Regions from separate parts of the Mus musculus genome. Here region 2 is linked to region 1. The links are chromatin contacts, called in public HiChIP or PLAC-seq maps. All regions are on one chromosome and are shown on one strand. Each heading gives the region's core, a stretch centred on a gene start, on an enhancer-like site or on the middle of the called end of the contact. The rest is flanking DNA. Distances are from core to core; before and after follow the strand shown.

Region 1 (3,423 bases), core at 557-3,056:
TCTTTTTCTATCTGGGGGTTATTGATATTCTTGGGTTTGTAGCCCTGTGGGTGTCTTTCACACTCTTCCTCCGGGACTACAGTTGCATAAGTTAGGCCCCTCAAAGTGGGGTCATGGTTCTAGTATTCTTTGTCCTTTTGTTTTTATAGCCCTGTGTGGCTGTGGTGGTTACGTGTTGCCGTATGCTGTGTGGTCTCGCTTCTTGCTGTCCCGCTCCTTCAGGCTGCCCTGGGACAGCAGCGGTTCTTTTCCTCTGATGCCTAAGGCTAGTCCTGCTCGCTCTCAGCTGCTCTGAGCACAGTTTGTTTCCCTCTACGGTAGCGGAAGCTGGGCTGCTCCAGACTGTGTGTGCACATGCTCTGCTGCTGCTGCTGTGCACTTCAGGGAGTGTCCTTACGTACAGTGTGAAGCCTGCCCTCTGCCTCTCTCAGATGTCTTCCCGAGGCGTTCTCTCTGTTTCTTAGATTGGTTTCTGGACTATGGCTTCCCTCATCCTGCTGAAGTCTGGAAACTTAGTAGGCAGCCCCAGGCTGCCTTGATTTCTTGTTCTCAGGGCTCCCTGAACTGTCTACTGTGGCAATTGCTGAGGTCTGGTTACTTTTCCGTGTATAAATGGGAACTGTATCCACTGAAGGTGTTGTACAGAAGTAGACCTGCTGACTTCTACCTTAATGCCTCTCTCCCTCTGACAGTCTTTTAACGCAGTGTCAGCACATGCCCATGTGAGAGGGGATCCAATGCTGCTGATGACCAGTTAGAAGTGAGCAAATCTCACAGACTGAAGATGCCAACCTGCAGTCCTAGGGCAGCCACACTAAGGCCGGGTGTCAACGAGTTGCATCCTTTCTGTGTGAATTGGGAGAAACTCAGGGCAATTACTGGGGAGCCTCACAGCCTAGATTCTGAGCTGCAGACATGAAAGGAAGGACTGAATGAGGCAGGGCTCAGCTGCTTTCCAGCCATGACTTGCCCGTACTCCCATGTCTGTCCATGAAAGGAGGCTGGCCTCCTGGCAGGGCTTCATAAGGTTCAAAACGAAGGGCTAGCCAAGCCAAAAGAATGTGTTCCCTTCCCCATGTCCCCTTGACTTTAGGACATGTGGGGTCCCCAAGACATAGGTTTATGAACCCCAAATGTCGGCTTGGCCTGTGTTCAGGATGAATACCAGGTTGCTGTTAAGGGTCCTGAGCGCTTGGCCAGAAGGTGGCAGCAGCCTCTAGCCTTGTTCCCCTTGCTGTGAGGAACGCTGCTCACCCACCAGTATTGTAAACCTGAGTGAAGTCTCTGCCAGTGTATGGGGCCAGTGATAGTCTGCTCACCTGCAGCGTGCAGAGTGCAGACCTGCTCAGTTAGTCTGAGCTGCTGCATCCATGACTCTCCAGGTCAGGCCTAGCCTGTACTTGGGGTATCTGCCCCAGGGTTCTCAGCTTGCCGGTGTTACATGGCCTTTCTTGCTCATATTCACACACCCAAGTCTCCCTTACCACTACTGGTCCATCCTGTGTAGAGTCATGGCCAGTAGCCAACCCCAACGGAAGTCTCACCTTTTTACCTAGCAATTCCTTTTGTCCCTAAATTCGGTATTCATGGACTCTGCTACCCTACCCTGGCTTGTCACCACCTGCTGTCAAGCACACCTTTGTCCCTCCAAGGAGCCTTGTTCCCACTGACCATCTTTCCTGAGGTTCCACTTCTTGTCCTACAGACGTTGGTTGTCAGGGCTGGTTTTGGCCACACCACTCCAGCACCCCACGGGGAAAAGGAGATGGGACCACGGGGTGTTTGCAGAGCCCACAGGATAGCTGAGGAACCCAGCCGTCAGAGCGAGGTGCTGAGTTTGGGGACCTGGAGACCCTCCAAGCCCATCCGGCCCTGCAGACATTCCAGGAGGCTCCCCTCTAGTCCCAGCCGCGCTCCAGCCTCAGGTGCCGCCCGCCAGCTTCCGCCCTCGACAGCCGCGGGCGTGGGAGCCGCAGTGGGCCGGGCGCGGTCTCTCCTTAGCTCCCGCCCCCGGCGCGTCTCCAGCGGGCGCAGAGCTCGGCAAGGCGCTGGGACGGTGGGGCTCTGCTTGCCATGGCCCCGGGCCTGCGGGGCCTCCCGCGGTGCGGCCTCTGGCTGCTGCTGGGTGAGTAGCCCGGGCTGCAGCGTTGGTGGTGACCTGGGGCCGGGAGGGCAGCACCTGAACGCACCTTACTCAGGGCATGGGGTCTGGGCAAGACAGTAGAGTGGTGATGGGGGCGGGGGAGGGGGCGCTGCACCACCTTACGCTGCCACGGAGACGAGGTGGCTTGGGCACATCATCCAGCGGGCCATCCGAAGGCATCAGCAACTTTTGATCATACAATGGGCAGCTTGCTTTCCGGGAGGGATAGGGTCGCGGGGTTCCCCTGTCGGCACTTCAGTTCTCCAAACTGATGCAAGCTCCCTGAGCCAGAAGCAGCTTACAGATGTGCAGTCTTCAACCAGAGCCACAGCTTAGGGATCCGGACACTAAGGACAACTGGAAGCCTGACTCTCACCTACAACAGTTGCTGGTTGAGACTATTATTTCCACGGAGGGTGGGAGGCTAGGGGTGAAGGGTGGTTGTTGTTGGCGTGTGTGGCTAATAAATATTAGAGGTGGCAGACTTGCTTGGGATTTTGTTTTAGATTGATCAGAAACTGTAGCCCAGGGGTGACTAACAAGAAACTGCCCATCTCAGTTCCCTTGTCTGTAACGTTCTCAGGACCCGGGGCTGTCATACCTCTTGGACATAATTCAGGTACATAGCTACATTTTAACGAAAGCAAACAAAGAGTCGGTCCAGTGTCCCTGGAAGGGCCTGTGGCTTGATGATTCTTGTGGTCTTTTCCCATACCCATGGTATTGGTCAGAGGCACCTGCTGCACAGGCTCTGGTGGTGGCAAAGGCTGCCCACTAGTGCTGTTTATAGCCAAGGAAGCAGCTTGGGGCAGTGTGGCCTGTCCCCGGTGACTGGGCAGGAACAGCACTGGACACCTACCGTTTGCAGGGCAGAGCTCTCCTGTTTTTAATCCTTGCCAGGGAGTGCCAGATCTACACTTTAAAAATCTGTTTCTGTGTAATAGAATCTAAAGGTGGATTTGCCCCTTATATGTGTTGGCTAAACTTGCGTGAAAATCAAAACCTTATAATAATGTTGCTGTCTTTGGCTATGTTCAGATCCTTTTGGCTTGATGTGAAATTTTAGCTTCAGTTTCCTAAGAGATGAACATTAGCAGCACAGGGAGCTGGTTGGGCCCCTCCCCCACCCCCTTTTATTTAAGAATAAGCAAATAAATTAAGTTTCTTTACTAGTGCACCAGAGTCTGCACCCTGGAAGGCTTGTGTAAATAGAACACTTATGCTTGACCACATGTAAGGACCGCCTGTGTTTACCAAGAAAAGGGCTCTGCTCTCAGTCC
Region 2 (3,423 bases), core at 515-3,014, 230 kb after region 1:
ACATTCACACATTGGACACATCAATGACAGTACACCAGGAGCAACTAACTCCAAAGTTCTTTATTTAATTCGGTTGGAGCATCGATGGGATGGCAACCAAACTCACACGCGCGCAACTGTGTTACAAACGAGGAGCAGCTTCAGTGACCGCAGAATATGCCCGCCTCCCCTGGTCTCATAGCCAAAGTAGCAAATCTGAACTTCCTTTCAGGTCAGGATTGCTGTGGCCTGTGTGTCCCTGCCCAGGACCCTAATGCTCAGTCTCAAGATTGGCCACTTCTGCCCTAGATCCTCAGAATGCCCAAAAGGCAGGGAGAGGTGAACACGAGGGAGCCCTGGCAGCTCTCCAAAAGTCTCCTGTCTTTCTTTAGTGCACCCCCTGGCCCCCCAGCCACCATCCAGAGCTCTAGGGTCCACGAAAAAATAGTGCTAGGGACCTGCAGGGCCTGGCCATTAGGGTTGTCATTCAAGTCATCTGTTGGAGAGTGGGGAGGGCATACCTGGGGGGCATCCTGAGCTGTCTCCACCTTATCTGATACCCAGGGAGGAAGCAAACTTAAGGATGGCAGCCACCATTCACAGGTCCCTGGTAAGTGTTGGTCACCAAGGCCTCCACACACTCTGAGCCCGGCGAGCTGCAGTCAGGCTGCCTAAGGATGTAGACACCAAATCCGGCCCCTCAGCAGGCACCCGGTTTAGTTCAGCCTCTGGGATCTCCTCTAGGTCAGAACACAGGTCGTCCCCGGGACCTGGGGGACTGGACAATGGGGATTCTGGGGACCCTCCTGGAGGCCAGCTGCTCCTCCCAGAGCCTCCAGGCAGCCCAGCTAGGGAGTCCCCCAGCAGATCCTGAAAGCTGCTACCCTCACGCAGCGGCATGGATTCTAGCAGGTGGTTCAGGAGTTCAGCTGAGACAGTGGCATCGATGGCTTGGCACGTGGACACGAACGTGTGCACCTCATGCATGCACTGGATGTAGCCAGCAGCGAAGCGCTCGCTTGCTTCAGCCTGCAGCTGCTCCCGCTCTGTGCAGGAGGGTGGGAAGAAGAGAGCAGCGTCCCGCACCGTGAGCAGTGACTATCGTGGCTCGGACGATCCGCTCCGCGGGTTCGGGGCTCACCCAGGAGACACAGTAGCGTGTCCCGTTCTGGGGGAAGCCCTTGCCATGGATAGGACCGGGGCTCCGGGAGCCGACGTGTCCCGCTGTTGGGTGGCAGGCGTGCCCGGTCAGCGCCCCCGCCCTCGATCCCCGCCGCCACTCACCGCGCGCCCGGCCTCGCAGCGCGCCCTGCACGCGCCTCACGGTCAGCTCCAGAACCTCGGCGTTCTCTAGCTTGGCCTGCACCTGCGCAGAGGGGAAGGGAGTTGAGTCCGGCCGTGCGCTTCGGGGTGCACCCTGAAGGTCCCCCTCCCCCCTGCACCTTTCCCGTCGCACCTCGGTACCGGCCAGCAGCAGCCGCAGCTCCTGAAGACTCTCGTTGATCCGTGCGCGTCGCTTCTTCTCCACCAGGGGCTTCCGGGCCTGTGGGAAGCGGCTACTGAGCCCCCTGGCCCGCGCAACCTCCCCCAAGCCCATCCACCCGTAGCCCCTGTCCGCACCTTGCGGTCCCCCCGTGCTTCCCAGCGGTCCTCATCCTCCTGGCCTGCACGGTCCCGGCTGGGCGCCTGGGACGGAGCCATGGTCTACGGAGCCCGGCGCCCTAGTGCAAACTACTCAGCGAGGTGGGTCGCAGCCCGGAGGCCCCACTAGCTCTCCGGAGTCTTCCGGCCCGCGGGACCCCGCCCATTTTATAGCAACTTATTTACATGTCAATGCACCGATTGGCTGTGCGTGGTCGGAGAGGCCAGCCGTGAGGCAGCCTGTAGCCAATGAGAGCGGCGCGCTTTGTCAGGCCCCGCGGGTCTCTGGCAGCTGGCGGGGCGGAGCCCACAGCCAGACCTCCTGCCACTTAGGCCGGGCAGGACTCCTGGGCAGTGACCTCCGGCTTCTCTCTTGCTGGTGTGCTTGTACTTCCTTTCGCTGAGTTATGAGGCCAGACCTGCCTGCCTGTAAGCTCGGACTTAGCTATACATCCTTCGGTCCGTATATCTATCCATGCCGCCCTTCCACCCACCTCTTCACCCATCCATTCCTACAGGGCATTTGCTTCCCTTGGTTCACCAAAAGTGCTCTCGAGAATAGCGCTCCAGTCCCAGAGCTGACTTCAGACAGGGCAGTGCCAAAGTCAAGTCCGTGACCTCGGGACCTGGAAGGGGCTTCGGGTCACCGGTGGCGAGAGTGCAAAGTCCGGGGAAAGTACGAGCCAATTTAGCAGCAGGAACAGGACCCTTGTGTGTCCTTTTGGACCCATTAAGACACCTATAACCTTCTTACTCCAAGGTCCGCGGTCGTTCTTACTAAATCTCTATTTCTCTGTGCTCTAAGTCACTTACCCAACCACTACCTTGTCTATTTTAACCCCACCCCAACTGCCCCCAGTCAAGCTTCTCCTTCCTTGTTCATCACCCCGTACCCGCCTAAGCGCCTCTCATTTCCCTCTAGTTCCTCCGCATCCTCTTTGCGGTGGTCTCACACATCCCTGTTCCCCAACCCCTCTCCACGCTCACCTCCCTTCCCCGCGAGTCCCCTTAGAGTCCCCCATCCCCACTACCCCCAGTCCCTCTCAGCTCCTCCCCCTTCTATTCTTGGTTCCTGCAGGCCGAGGCTGCTGTCTGGCCCCAGTAACTTGATGCCCGTGACAGTTGGCAGCTGCAGCCGCTTCCGCAGAGAAAAGCGGCAGGCCGGCCAGGAGCGACAGGTGTTGGCCGCGCCTTTGTCTAGCTGGCTTTGTCCTGCAGGCTGCAACAGGCACGCCTGTGTCGGCCAGACGCCCAAGCCCCGCGTCGTCGGCGGTCCATCTGCCGGCCCTGCCTCGCCGCGGGAGGGGTGTGTGTGTGTGTGTGTGTGTGTGTGTGTGTGTGTGTGCGCGCGCGCGCGCCCCCTCGGAACCCCTGGCTCTGCTCCAGCGTTCTTGGATTTCGGCTGCTGCTTTAGAGCCAGGACAAGGAGCCAGCTCCTAATCAGCCTTTACATACTCCATCCTTAGGCCTGGACACCACTAAGCACTTCAGTGGCTGCCTGCCTGGGCACCGTTGAGGTCTTGGTAACTGGTGCTTCAGTCAGCCTGGCTGGAAGACCTTTGAGGAAGGGAAAGTACAAGCAGGCATCAATTTATTTTATTTTAGTGACTCCATTAGCCAAGTGGCTTAGACTCCATTGGTCCCAGCAGCGTGACTACTCACCCCATCTCAGGCTCAGGAAACCCTTCTCCTGTTCACCTCCCTCAGTTAAACTACTAGTTCCTGCCATTTGTCCCCTGAACCATACCCTACCTTCAAAGTTTGCCTGCATGCAGATTTCCTTAGTAGTAGGGCCTTTTAATC

What was found. HiChIP or PLAC-seq counts read pairs in DNA pulled down with a chosen protein or histone mark.
Region 2: an HNF4G HiChIP or PLAC-seq map of pancreatic cancer cells shows a contact between it and region 1. The contact joins the promoter of Hes6 here to the promoter of Ramp1 in region 1. A contact is called at or near these places in 5 of 39 promoter capture datasets (the 3T3-L1 cell line, the C10 cell line, the HPC-7 cell line and 2 more), 3 of 484 Hi-C or Micro-C datasets (CD4 T cells, CD8 T cells and the HL-1 cell line), 6 of 115 datasets of contacts at active chromatin or transcription factors (the HPC-7 cell line, double positive thymocytes, memory CD8 T cells and 3 more) and 2 of 9 other capture datasets (liver and pancreatic islet).

What each region holds. Positions count from the first base shown.
Region 1 is chr1:91,178,016-91,181,438 of GRCm38.p6, forward strand. Ramp1 (receptor (calcitonin) activity modifying protein 1) reads left to right here and starts at 1,807. Exons shown (of 3, transcript NM_016894.3): 1 at 1,807-2,125. The coding sequence starts at 2,074.
Region 2 is chr1:91,411,458-91,414,880 of GRCm38.p6, forward strand. It overlaps Hes6 (hairy and enhancer of split 6), which reads right to left and starts at 1,765. Exons shown (of 4, transcript NM_019479.3): 1 at 1,600-1,765; 2 at 1,436-1,522; 3 at 1,264-1,345; 4 at 26-1,025. The coding sequence starts at 1,680. The coding sequence ends at 601.